2 separate regions of the Mus musculus genome follow, and region 1 is linked to region 2. A link is a contact called in public Hi-C data. All regions are on one chromosome and are shown on one strand. Each heading gives the region's core, a stretch centred on a gene start, on an enhancer-like site or on the middle of the called end of the contact. The rest is flanking DNA. Distances are from core to core; before and after follow the strand shown. Region 1 overlaps Ampd3 (adenosine monophosphate deaminase 3). Region 2 overlaps Gm21123 (a long non-coding RNA gene).

Evidence for each region. Hi-C and Micro-C count contacts between places; a contact is called where the count stands out from the background.
Region 1: a Hi-C map of uterus shows a contact between it and region 2, with 3 times the contacts expected there. The contact joins two enhancer-like sites. A contact is called at or near these places in 3 of 484 Hi-C or Micro-C datasets (bone marrow-derived macrophages, muscle stem cells and uterus) and 2 of 9 other capture datasets (adipose tissue and pancreatic islet).

The regions. Positions count from the first base shown.
Region 1 is chr7:110,789,096-110,795,016 of GRCm38.p6, reverse strand. Ampd3 (adenosine monophosphate deaminase 3) reads right to left here. Exons shown (of 15, transcript NM_001276301.1): 4 at 3,670-3,829; 5 at 1,158-1,377. Among named protein-coding and RNA genes, the nearest start is that of Gm39069, 11 kb to the right of the region's middle. Within about 2 kb of position 2,041, at least 20 of the 459 cell types and tissues checked have an H3K27ac peak or open chromatin away from gene starts, as enhancers often do. A contact at or near this core is called in adipose tissue and uterus, where this site is marked.
Region 2 is chr7:110,687,830-110,693,897 of GRCm38.p6, reverse strand. Gm21123 (a long non-coding RNA gene) reads left to right here. Exons shown (of 4, transcript XR_140838.1): 3 at 1,796-2,134; 4 at 2,689-3,735. Among named protein-coding and RNA genes, the nearest start is that of Gm21123, 8.9 kb to the left of the region's middle. Within about 2 kb of position 4,382, at least 136 of the 459 cell types and tissues checked have an H3K27ac peak or open chromatin away from gene starts, as enhancers often do. A contact at or near this core is called in adipose tissue and uterus, where this site is marked.

The sequences.
Region 1 (5,921 bases), core at 792-3,291, 100 kb before region 2:
ATAAGTTTTCCTCAGCGAACTAAGATGCGACTCACTGCTATGACCAGATGTCTCCCACACCCAGCTCAGCTGCCCAGCCTCACAGAACTGACCCTGCTCCCTCGGTGCTCTCAAACAGCAGCTGCCTGCATCTCCCTAGGCCGCCATAATGAGCAGCTGCTAGGAACTAGAGAGATCACATACTGTTTTTGCAGAAGACCTGAGTTTGAGTCCAAGTATCCAAATCACAACTGCCTGGAACTCCAGGGGATCTCACAGCCTCTGACCTCCTCACATGCAGATATACACATGGATATATAAGTAAATGGCAATAATAACATTTTTAATACCAGTGTCATTGTCTGTCTATAGAGGCAAGCCCTGAGTGAGTCAGGGATCTCAGAGTGGGAACGGACTCTGAGCTAGTGAGAGATAGAGACTCCAGTAAGACATCACATCAAACATTAGGTTTAGTCACTGTGTCCAGTGACTGTCCCTTCATAGTTTCTCAGACAACAGTCAATGCTCACACCCCTGGTAAGGAGGGATTCCCAGAAACTATCCTTCCCCTCCTGGTCTTAGTTCTGGCCTCTGCTCAGTGAGGACCAAGAGCCAGAGGCCCACCCTCCCCCATCCTACTCTTCTGTCTCAGAGACGAGGCCCACACCCTTCACAGCAAAACCCAAAAGGCAGGAGTGAGCAAGGAGTACATGCCACTCTGACAGCCCCTTGCCTTCCCAGGCTCTCATTCCTACAGTTCAGGTAACTGAACCTTAACCAAGGGTTGGCTCAAGTCCCTGCCATGAAGAAAGCCACCTTCCCTGTCAGCTCCAGCCAAGCACTCTCGAGCATAGGCGGGGAAACAGAGGGCTCCAGGATCCCTGCATAAGCCCAGTAGCTGAAATAAGAGTTTTTCTTTATTCCTCCCTCCATGTTTGCCCATGCCCGGAGCTGACAGCTGGCAGCTCTCTGCAGTGTTTCCTTGCCTAAGGAGAAGGGTGGCAGCTGATGTAGGTACACAGTGGCCACTATCACACAGAGGTTTCCACGTGCCCATGTACAGCAGGGTGCAGCAGTAACAGCTCTAAGTCTGTGCCATCCCCATAGGGAAACCCAGGATGGAGTGCCTGCTGTTCCTTCCCACACACCAAAAAGGGGAACCGGGAAAACTGGCTTACGTGGGGCCATCAGTGATGAGTGCCAGAATATGGCTCATGTCCACAATGTAGGTCTCCAGGTCAGGGTAGGGCAGGCTGTGGGGCTCCTGGCGTTCCAACATCGTCTGATTGTCATACACAAAGAGAACACCTCCGTGCATGCGAACCAGGTAGCCCAGGTTGGGGGGTGCATCATCCAGGCAATAAGGGTCTTCCTGGGGCAGTGGGGGAGGGTGGAAGTCTGCAAAACAGGATGAGTGGTGGCCAAATGACCAATGTTGAACACTTTGACAGCCTCCCTGCTTTGTTTGTCTCTATAACTCTCACCACTGTGTGAAATAATAGTTCTTCACACCTTGGGTATCAGAGGACACACACTGATTTGTGTTGTTAGCTGCTATAGTCCAGTCTCTAGAGCAAGCCTGTCCCGAGGCTAGCACACCAATGCATGTGTGTGCATGTGTGTATGTCCATGTGCATGCATGCTTGTGTGCATACATGCTTGTGTGTGTGTGTGTGTGTGTTTGCTTGCACATGCACATATGTGTGTGTTTAGCTTAATTAAAATGGACTTCACCTAATTTGGCCCTTTTTGGCCCTCAGGGGTGTCTGCTTTATTTTACTTTTAGTTTTTAGAAAAGAGTGGCTCGGTGTTCTCCCAGTGAGAAAGCACTGGCAGGGAATAACGGCTCCCTTTTCCCACATATTTTCTGAGCCCAAGGCAGGCAAAGAATTAGACAAGAAGTCACCCTGTCCCTAACAGAGCAAAAGGAGGAGTAACCAGGCTCTGCCCTCCCAGAGCAGGAACTGGCCAGCATAGAATCCTTAGCCCAGCATGGAGCCAGGCAAAGTACACCCAACCCAAGCAGTAAAACACCTCTGCTGTTTCCTGGTGTGTGACTCTGAAAGGCCCTTTGCCTCTGGGATCCTGACTGCTCACCTGAGACACCACCTACCCAGCAGATGGTAGTGAGGGCCATAAAAGTACAGTAGGGAAATGCTTGGCAAACAGGTGTGCCCTGCACAAGGATCATGGGACATTGCTTATGATGGTTCAACTTAATGGGCTTTTTTAAACTTTAGGAGTGTGCGAAAGTAAGTGTGTGTGTGTGTGTGTGTGTGTGTGTGTGTGTGTGTGTATACCAGCAAAACACTCCATGTTTTGAATAAGGGTAGTCAGCATGTTGTCACTAAGAAAGCTGATGATGTTGCCAACTGTAGGCTCTCAGAAACGTTCTGGGCATGGCTGATATCTGTTGGCTGTGTTAACTGCATTTTCAGCTTAGGATGTTTTCAGCTTCCATTTGACTTATTGGGAGCACATTCCGTCAACAGTCCGGAACATTTGCCTTCTCGTTAGTCTTGAGAGTTCTCAGCTCTTAACCAGCTGTCTCTGGCCAGGGAATAAACACAGCAGATCAGCCAGCACCTTGCGGGCCAGCTGCCTGACAGGCAGAAGGAACAACCTTGGCTCCTGAGTGGAAGAAGCGCCCAGGGCCCAGGGCAGGGTGTCCTGCCTCAGCACTCTGGAACAGGCTGACCCTAAGCTGTGATGGTCACAGAGAAAGCAGAACATAGCAGAGCCAGGATGCTGATGTCCCCATCAGGCACAGCAACAGACCAGACCAGGAGTCTTGAGATAGTGCTAGCATTGTGTATGGGGCAGACAGTTGGAAAGGCCAAGGTGAAGCCGCAGCCCACCCACCCAGAGATTGCATGGCTTCACCACACTCATGACCAGGACACAAGGGCCTTCTGCCATATGTAACACCCAAGCATCTGACAGTCATTCCTGCCTGGACAATACTGGGGACCTGTCCCTCTGACAGACAGGGAAATAGCCTTGGGAAGGCTGAGATCTACCAAGCCCCTCCCTGGTGGAAAGGGTACTCAAAACAGAACTGAGCTAGAAACAAGGACAACCTAGCACCTGTTGCCAAAGGCATCGAGGGTACTGGCCTGGATATGATCCGCAGGCCCTCGTCTAATCCCTACCCCTGGATTTCAAGGATGAGGGTTGACATATCCTTGTTTTAGTGACTTCATTGTTAGCCTCTGCTGCTCCTAGGTCCCTCACTAGGTCAGGAAGATACCCTGCCCTTTCTTGTCTCCCTTCTCTGAACTTAAATATGGTTGTCATTTATGGAACACTCTAGAAGCCCAGTCTGCCCTAAGCACTCCACACACATTCACACAATCTCACCCAAGGAGGTGGTGATTGCTGGCATTCCTGTTTTTTAAGACTGTAAAACTGAAATTTAGAGAAGCCGTTTGCTCAAGGGCCAAGAAATTGGCACAATCCAGATATGAAGGCAAGTATGTTTCGCTTCCTCTGCCCAGGGCACATGGGCTCTGTATGTATTCTCACTCAACCCTTCCACTGCTGTACATTTGATTGTATTGTTTTAAACACACCAGTAGCCCCATCTCCAAAAACACCACTGGTAGAAAAATATTCAGCCAGCAAAAAGTCCCAACCATACTTGGGTCCAGTTCACACATAGAATCCACCTTGGTCCCCAAGACTTCATACCTGGGAGACCCTCTTCCAAAGGCACACTTTCCCCCTGATGAGCCAGGTACTGGGCTGTGGTCCGTGGGAAGCGGTGGTAGGCAAGCCGTGCATACTTCTCCCGGATCATCAGGGCCTTGGCCAGGCTCTTGGCAGCCTGCTCATAGTCTTCCACAGTGATCTACAGCAGGAGACATGTAAGGGAGGGTCTGTCCACAAGCCAGAGACAATGCTTGCAGAGATCCTGGGCGAGCCTGGCCCCCAGGAAGCAGGATCTCAGGATGGTTCCCATCAAACTGATAAGCGAGGCTCGTTGTGTGTGACCCGCTCCCACAAACACTGTGATTTATGCTGGGTACTTGAGTTCCTGCCCAGAGTCTGGAATTGGGGGTGTACTGTGCAGATGTGTAAGCAAAGCCAAGACGCCTCTAATGAGCTTCCCTGATAGATACTAAGTGTTGCTGCCTTACTGAGAGAGACCTCTTGGTGGTTAGCCCTAGTGTCCCCCAGACCTGTGTGCCCCTCCCCTTGGCTGCCCTTGGTCTTTCTTTCTGTAATACCCTGAGGCTGTGGGTACAGCCAGGTGCTGCATCCTGAGAGCCCTACTAGCACATCTCAAAGTCTGAAGGTGGTCTTGGGGACCCCAACACAGGACACACAGGGAGAAAGATAGGGTTGCTAGGAGGGAGCCGGGTTCTCAGCCTGCACACCCCAGGTTGGTCCCAAGGATGCTGATTAAGCCAGAAGCCTGCAGCTGCAACCAGCATACAGAGCCTCAGTCCTATCTTCAAATGAGAATAAGTACCGTCATTTTCAACTGAGAGCAAAACATCTTTTGCTCTGCCACCCTCTAGCTATCAGTCAATCCAGCAGGCTCATCAGGTCAATAGGACTCCTAGTCACATAGGAAGCACCGTGATTCTATAGGTTCTGTTGTTTATTAACTGGGGAAACTAGGCCCAGAAATGATCAACCATTGTTGGGAGGCGACAAAGTCTGACTTCAGACCCTGATCTGACTGACTCCAGGATGCTCTTCTCATGCTCAGAGATGTGTACTTCTCTGAAGGCCTTCCCAGCCTCCCTCATCCTAGGTACTCAAAGAGGATGAGTGTCACACAAGTCTGTAACACTCTGTGTCATTTGTGTGAAGTTTGGGATACTTGCGTAATGACCTGCAGATGGATAGGCAGGACAGGAAAGAGGGGACACCAACAGACAGGGAGGGGAGGAGGCTGGAGGAGCACAGAGTGAGAACGGCTGGGCCTGGAATTTTCCTCCTCTGCTTCTTAGCATCATTCGTTTTACTGAAGTTTTGAGAACCTACAGAGTATGTGCACTTGCCTTCCAAGACCCTGATATTCACGTTTCTCCTGACTGCTGTGGATATCCTTCGAGGGAGGTAAATAAGGCATCATGGATACAACACCCTGCCTTCTCCCTTGCCCAACTCTGACATCGGAGGGAGCGGTCAGCGTCCGTCTCTCTCATTCATTCTCCAAATCTGATTCCTTGCTTTTCAAACTGGAAGCAGCTCACTTCCCATCTCAGATACCCTCACAAGGGGCTACCCTCAAAACAACCACAGGGACAGGATGGCAGACACATGCTAAGGTAAAGCCACGTCCCTGCCTAGAGCAAAGCCAAAGGACCACGTGACAAAGGACTCAGGAGATAACCAAGGAGATCAGAGAAGGTTCCTGAGGAGGAAGAGGCCATTAGCCAATCACGTGGGCCCTGAAAGGCCCAGTGGCCACCCCTGGGTACCAGGATCAGTAAGGTCAGCCTGCCTCTCATAGCCTCATAGCTCTTTAGTTATGCACATGGGAGGGAAGAAGCAAGGAAGAGAGAAGGGAGGTAACATTGCAGGCCCATCGACTCCAGCAGCATGCATTCGGCTCACATCTACCTTCTATTCCATTACTCTGCCCACATACGTGAGGTGGACACTAAGCCCTGGCCAGGAGGCTAAGGCTGGGTTTGGTGGGAAAGCATCCTGGCTAAGAAAAAAGACTGCATTAGTTCCCTTCTATACCCCCATCCTCAGGAAGTCGATATGCACGTGGTACAAACACACAGTGGAATGCTATGCACTCATAAAGAAGAGCAGGACGCTCTCTCATAAATCAATATGGCATCATTTCTAAGGGAGCTGTTGAGCAGGAAAGGCTTGTTCATTTTCTCATCAAGAGCTTACTGCCTCTTACTGGCTGAGGGATTTCTAGCCTGTATTTAAGGATATTGACCTAACATGGAAGAGTTAATTTTACACAA
Region 2 (6,068 bases), core at 3,133-5,632:
AACTCTACAAGGGACAGAACAGTGAGCCATGCTCCCAGACAGACATGCTCCTAGCCTAATACCACAGAGCCCCCAACTCCATAATCCTGTGACTATCGATCATGTCCCCAAACTCCTGGCATTCTGGCTAGACTTCACCCTCACAGTTACCTGACAATAGCCAGGTATGCTCCTCCCCACAACTACCCTGCAATTGCAAGATAGCCCAGCCCACTAAAAAAGGGGCTGCTTGGCCCCTCCTCACTCCCTTAAGCTCTTACCTCTCTTATTCTCATCTTTAGCTCTCTTTCTCCCCTTCCCTTCCCCCTTCTCTCCACGTGGCCATGGCTGGTTTCTTTCTTTCTACCTTCTCTCTTTCTCTCTGCCTTTCTACAATAAAGCTCTAAAGCCATAGACTGTCTCTGTTCATCAAGACCCCCATACTTGAATGATGGAATAGGCTTTCCTCTAAAGAGTCAAGTCTAATCTCCCACCGGAAGGCCTTTCTGCGCTCCAGACATGGACCGGACCAAGAACTCTCACCCACGTGGGAACCACTCAGTGCCCCATCTCCTCCAAAGTGCTGGGATGAAAGGCATGCGCCATCACACTCTGCTGCAACTGAACTCATACCTTTTGGCCCATATCTGTCTGTCCTTGACATGGAAGTGCTTAAGCAGAAGGAGGCAGTGCTCACGATTATGTCTAGATGATAGGTTTCTCACGCTCTACAAGCTACAAGCATAAGTGGGGGGCGGGGTCTAAACAATAACTCCAGGTTCTCCAGCCTACACTCCCCCTTAACATGGTAAACTGTCACTCTGGTGGGAGTATCCCACTGGCTGTCTTTGCTTATAATGGATGTATGTGACTCTGTGGGGCTCTAGTTTCAAAGGCTGGTCTTTCCTGTCAGCCCCATCACTGGCACATGAGACACTGATGATGTCATATAGGCTTTGTCTCTGTGTGTCACACCCAAAGATACTCAGGGGATGTGGCTGTCGTGTCAATGTTTTTTTGTAAAAGAGCTTCATCTTGTCCTTGAAAATCCTTGAAACACAGGACAGGCCTGAGCAAGTCTCTCTGCTCACCTTGAAGCTGCTGCAGCTGTTGCTCAGTTGGAGTTTTGATACACACACACACACACACACACACACACACACACACACACACAAGGCCCGGGTTCTATCCTCAGCATGGGATAAATTAGGTATGGTGGCAGAAATCCCGACATTAAGGAGGTAGAGGCAGAAGAATAGAAGTTTGAGGAAATCTTTGGCTACATAGCAATTTCAAGGCCAGCCTGGCTCCTGTGAGACATTAGCAAGAAACGAAGGTGCTTTTAAGGGCTAAGCACTGAAATGTGTTACTGCTGGTTTTGTTCTCTCCTGAGAGAAGTGCTAACCCTGGATAGCTCTTCACAAGGCCATCTGGGAAACCTGGCCTTTGGTACCACCAGCCATGCCAGGGTGGCTAAGTCTATCCCAGAACAAGAGATACATCTGGGCTAAGCAGAGACTTACCATCATTATCCTTCCACACTTTAATGTCCCAAACATAATCTTCCAGCCACATTCCCTGTATCCGTTGTTTATTGTTATATGATGATTCCTTCTAAACTCAGTAACTTAAAATAACACACATTAATTATGGGGGTCAGAAATTCAGGAGTGGCATAGCAGGGCTGTCTAGCACAAGGTCTCTCCTGAGATTATCATCAAGGGTTAGTTAGACAATCCTCAGAGGTTTGTTTGGGTCTGAAGCACCTATCTTAAGATGGTTCTCATGGCTTCTTATGACCTGGCTTCCCACAAAGCAAATCATCCAACGTGGAAAGAATGACCTAAATCAACGCAGATGTCATTCATCACCCAATCTTGGAAGCCACCACTGCTGTCACACCCCATCACAGCTATCACAGAGGCCAGCCCTACCAAATGAAGGGCAGCATGCACAGGGTGTGGGTAAGGAAGAAGAGATGACATGAGCCGCCTTGGATGTCGGCCACCACACACTCTCTACCCTCCCTCCATCTCTACCCTCCAGTCTTGCTTGAGAGGAGCCCACCTTTCTCCATGGTCAAAGAAGAAAGAACTTTAAAGGTCTCAAAATGGGAACTAAGCCCAGATATGCGTGCTTGAATGATGATAACCAGGTAAAGAAATGGGGAGTGGGAGTGGTGGGCGATAGCGCTCAGTGGATAAAACACTTACCACACAAGCATGAGGAGCAGTGTGTGTTTCCCAACACCCACATAAAGTCAGGCAGGTATCCTGACCACCCATAACCCCATCGTTCAGGAGGTAGACACAGGATTCCCCCAGGGAAAGCCAAATAGCTAGGTTAGTTAGAATTATGAGCTCCTGGTTCAGTGAGAGACTCTGTCACAATTAATAAGGTGGAGACCAATTGAGGAAGAAACCTGACTTCAGTTTGGGGCACCCATGTGTATCTATACATGTACCTGCAAGAGGAAAAAAAAAGAGGGAGGAAAGGAGTGAGGGACAGAAGAAGGGAGAGGGGAGGGAGAGAGAAAGACATTCACTTAGAAGGCCCAGAACCTTTAAGAAAGAAAATCAGTATGATTGTGGGAATAGATAGGAGACGCAGGTCTGCAGTGGCATTTTGTGAATAGAAATCTCATTATAACAGCAGAGCAGTGTTTTCCTCATCCCTGTCCATACTAGAGGTCAGTTTCGATTATTGTAGCGAGAGCAGCCACCATCTTGAACGACGTCCACACCACTGGCAGGAAGAGAGTCCTGGAAGGCCCTGCACTAGCGATGAAATACTCTGGCCCGGGGATGATGTATGTCCCTCCCATGCACAATCCACCAGCCATAAATTGTCACTCTGTCTCCAGCGAGCCACAGGGAGCCAAGAAGAGCAATCCTGTCACGTGCCTGGAAGAGGAGAAAGCTGGAAATAGTTGGCAAACAAGACTCATGACTCTTCAGCCTAAGAGAGCAAAACTGCAGAGAGGCAAAGGAGGGGTGGAGCTTGCGATTTAAATCCTGGGCAGGAGGAGACTTCTGCAAGGCTGTGCTAATTCATTAATAATTCCTGAAAACGTTGCCAGTTACTCCCTCTCCCTGGTCATTCTCTACAGCCTCCTCATGCCAGCCTAAAGACTAAAGATCGCCTGAGTACTCTGCCTCAAGTTTGGGGGTCTCCTTTACTTCTTCTCACTCTTTACCCAACACCCCACCCTCACCTCTCCATGGTGAGGGTGACTTGAGGAGTTCATGGACTTGAGGTCACATGCTCCACCAATTTCATCTTCCAGAGAACCACCCAGTCCCCCGGGATCCTTAAAGGCAGCCCCCAACCCACTTCACAGAGATGGGCTATAACCTCTAGGCCTACCCTGACCACTGACCCTGGTTCTTAGTAGGCCCAGTTAAGCCAAGCTCACATCAGCCTGAAGACCTGCTGACTCCAATTCTCTCCCTTTTGAGTAGATGCTCAACTCCTAGGAATCTCAAGTACTTACACACACTACTTGGCCCAGTCTCTTTTATCCAGGCCAAAGCATCCATCTCCCCAGAAGGCCTTCCCCAAGGGACCTGGGGGTGGTTGTGACATGTGCCTTGTAACACAATCTTGTCTTGCTGTAGACTCCATAGGAGCGTGCAGTTTTGTTCATGTTCTCATATGTCCTAGCTGCTGTGGTTAGAGCATATTTTGTTATTGTCCAGGCATAAGGCCTCTATGTGCTCGCTCACAGACTAGTAAACATCCATTGTCTATCAGGGGAACCAGGACCATCTAACCCTGATCTTTCATTTTCCATCCTCCAAGTCAGTGTGACCAAAGTCACACAATTAGTGACACGTGAAGGATTCAGACTCCGAATCAGTCAGACTGTAGATGCTGTGGCCTTAGCTTTAGATGGCATCAAGAGAGATGGCAAGGAAAGTTTCCTAGAGTGCCAACGAAAGGAACCAAAGTGCGTGGCTCAGGCCTCAGCATCCGGTTTTGTTCACTGAGAGCTGGACAGAAATGCTGGATAATACAAATTGTTTCAAAAAGCAAGAAAAAGAATTGCAGAACTGCACAGTCAGGCTACACCAGACCCTCAAACTCTGCGGGTAGACATCCAATTCCTATTTCCCTTGTAGGTGGAGTCCTGCTTTGAGTCTACCCTGTGATCTTTCTCTTCGGAAGCAGCCATGGAAACAGCCGGAACAAGCCCAGTGCATCCTTGCAACAATTCCTTCAAATCGGCTGCTCTCAGGAACTTCTTGACTCTTCAATACATCCCTGAACGGCGAACCTAGGGAAGTGGGTCCTGTTTGTAGCTTATGAGAAGCCACGACCAGGACACACACGGTGGCCAGGGGGCAGGCCAGGGCTGCAGAGAGCCAGAGGCGGAAGCCCAGCTGGGAGAACTCCTGCAGGAAGTGGGCGGGGCTTGGGGGAGAGCCTCCATCTGCAAGGAAATCCCCTCCCCTGGGTTCACTCAGAGGACAGTTCAGGTTGAAGCAAAGATGCCAGAGAGCAGGCAGCGAATCCAGACCCAAGGGGAGGCATAAATGCCAGAGACAACACTGTGAGAGGCAAGAAGGAAGCCAGGAACCAACTGAAGGTCCTGGAGCGTGTCTGCACTCGTCCAGCTTCTCTAGTTCAGGAGAGCAGAGAGGAATTTAATGGGAAGGAAATAAAGAAAAAAAAAAAATAAGAGCTATTCCATTTATTTTATGAGCTCATCAAAACTCTGATAACAAGACCTGTCAGGAATAGCGCACACACAGGAAGCAACACAGGGAGAAAAAAAACAACACTTACAAGGTCAATAAAACATGTGGAAAAGAAGCAGCCACGGTAGTGACGTTGGGGCTTCCTCTGGTGACTAAAATTAAACAGCTTGGGCTGGGGGTGTGGTTCAGTTGATGCAGTGGTCGCCTACCATGCACAAAGCCCTGGGTTTGATCCCCACCATTGCGTGCACCCAACATGGTAGCACAGGCCAACACTTGAGAGGTGGAGGCAGGATGATCACAAGTTCAAGAGCATCTTCTACTACATAGAAAGTTCAAGGCCAGCCTGGGATCCATGAGATCTTATGTCAAAAGAGGGAGGAGATGCTGGATGGCTCAGCTGGTAAGTTCTTGCTTCACAAATTTGAGGAGCAGAGTTGGAACTCCAACAACTATGCAAAAGAGCAGATTGATTTAAGCATACGGAGGGAGAGGACAGTAGATGCAAACAGATCCCTGAACCCATAACCAGCTAGCTTAGCCTAATTGGCAAGCTCTAGCTCTCAGGGAGAGACCCGTGTCAAAAACCAAGATGGGGGCTGGAGAGACGGCTCAGCAGTTAAAAGTACTGGCTATTCTTCCACAGGACCCAGTTATGATTCCCAGTACCCACATGGCAGCTCACAACAATTTCTAACTCAAGTGCCAGGAGATCTGATGCCCTCTTCTGGCCTCTCAGACACCAGGCACACACACGGTACAGAGGAATACATGTAGGCAAAACACTCGTATACATAATATAATAACAATACAAAAAATATTACAATGTGGATGGTGCTTAAGGAATGACACTGAAGGCTGGCCTCTGGCCTTCATGTGTATTCACACACACATGCACACACATGACTGCACACATACACATACAGGTTTATACCAATCATCAGTATTCAAGCCATCAGATTCACTATCTGAAAAATGTTAGCTAAAAACCCACATCCATTTCTGTTTGTTTGTTTGTTTGTTTGTTTGTTTGTTTTAGATATCCCAGTATCTCTTGGCATAATAAAGAGTGGTAGTATCTTATTTAAAATTAAAATACAATGAGAAAGAAATAAAAGAAACATTATAGTTTATTCATTAAAATCAGTAACTCAAAAGGATATTAGTTTTGGCGTTATTCCTTAATATTGCTCTGGAAATTAAGGCCAACACAATAAAAGAAAACACAAAATAAATAAGATGTATTTTTTTTAAACATGACATATTAAGGAAACAAAATTGTCAGTCAAATTTTAGTTATCAATGCTGTATATTAAAATCCCAATGTAACTCCTAGAAACAAAATACTCATTAAGGAGATCGTTAAAACTCACTAAGAATAGAATAAAC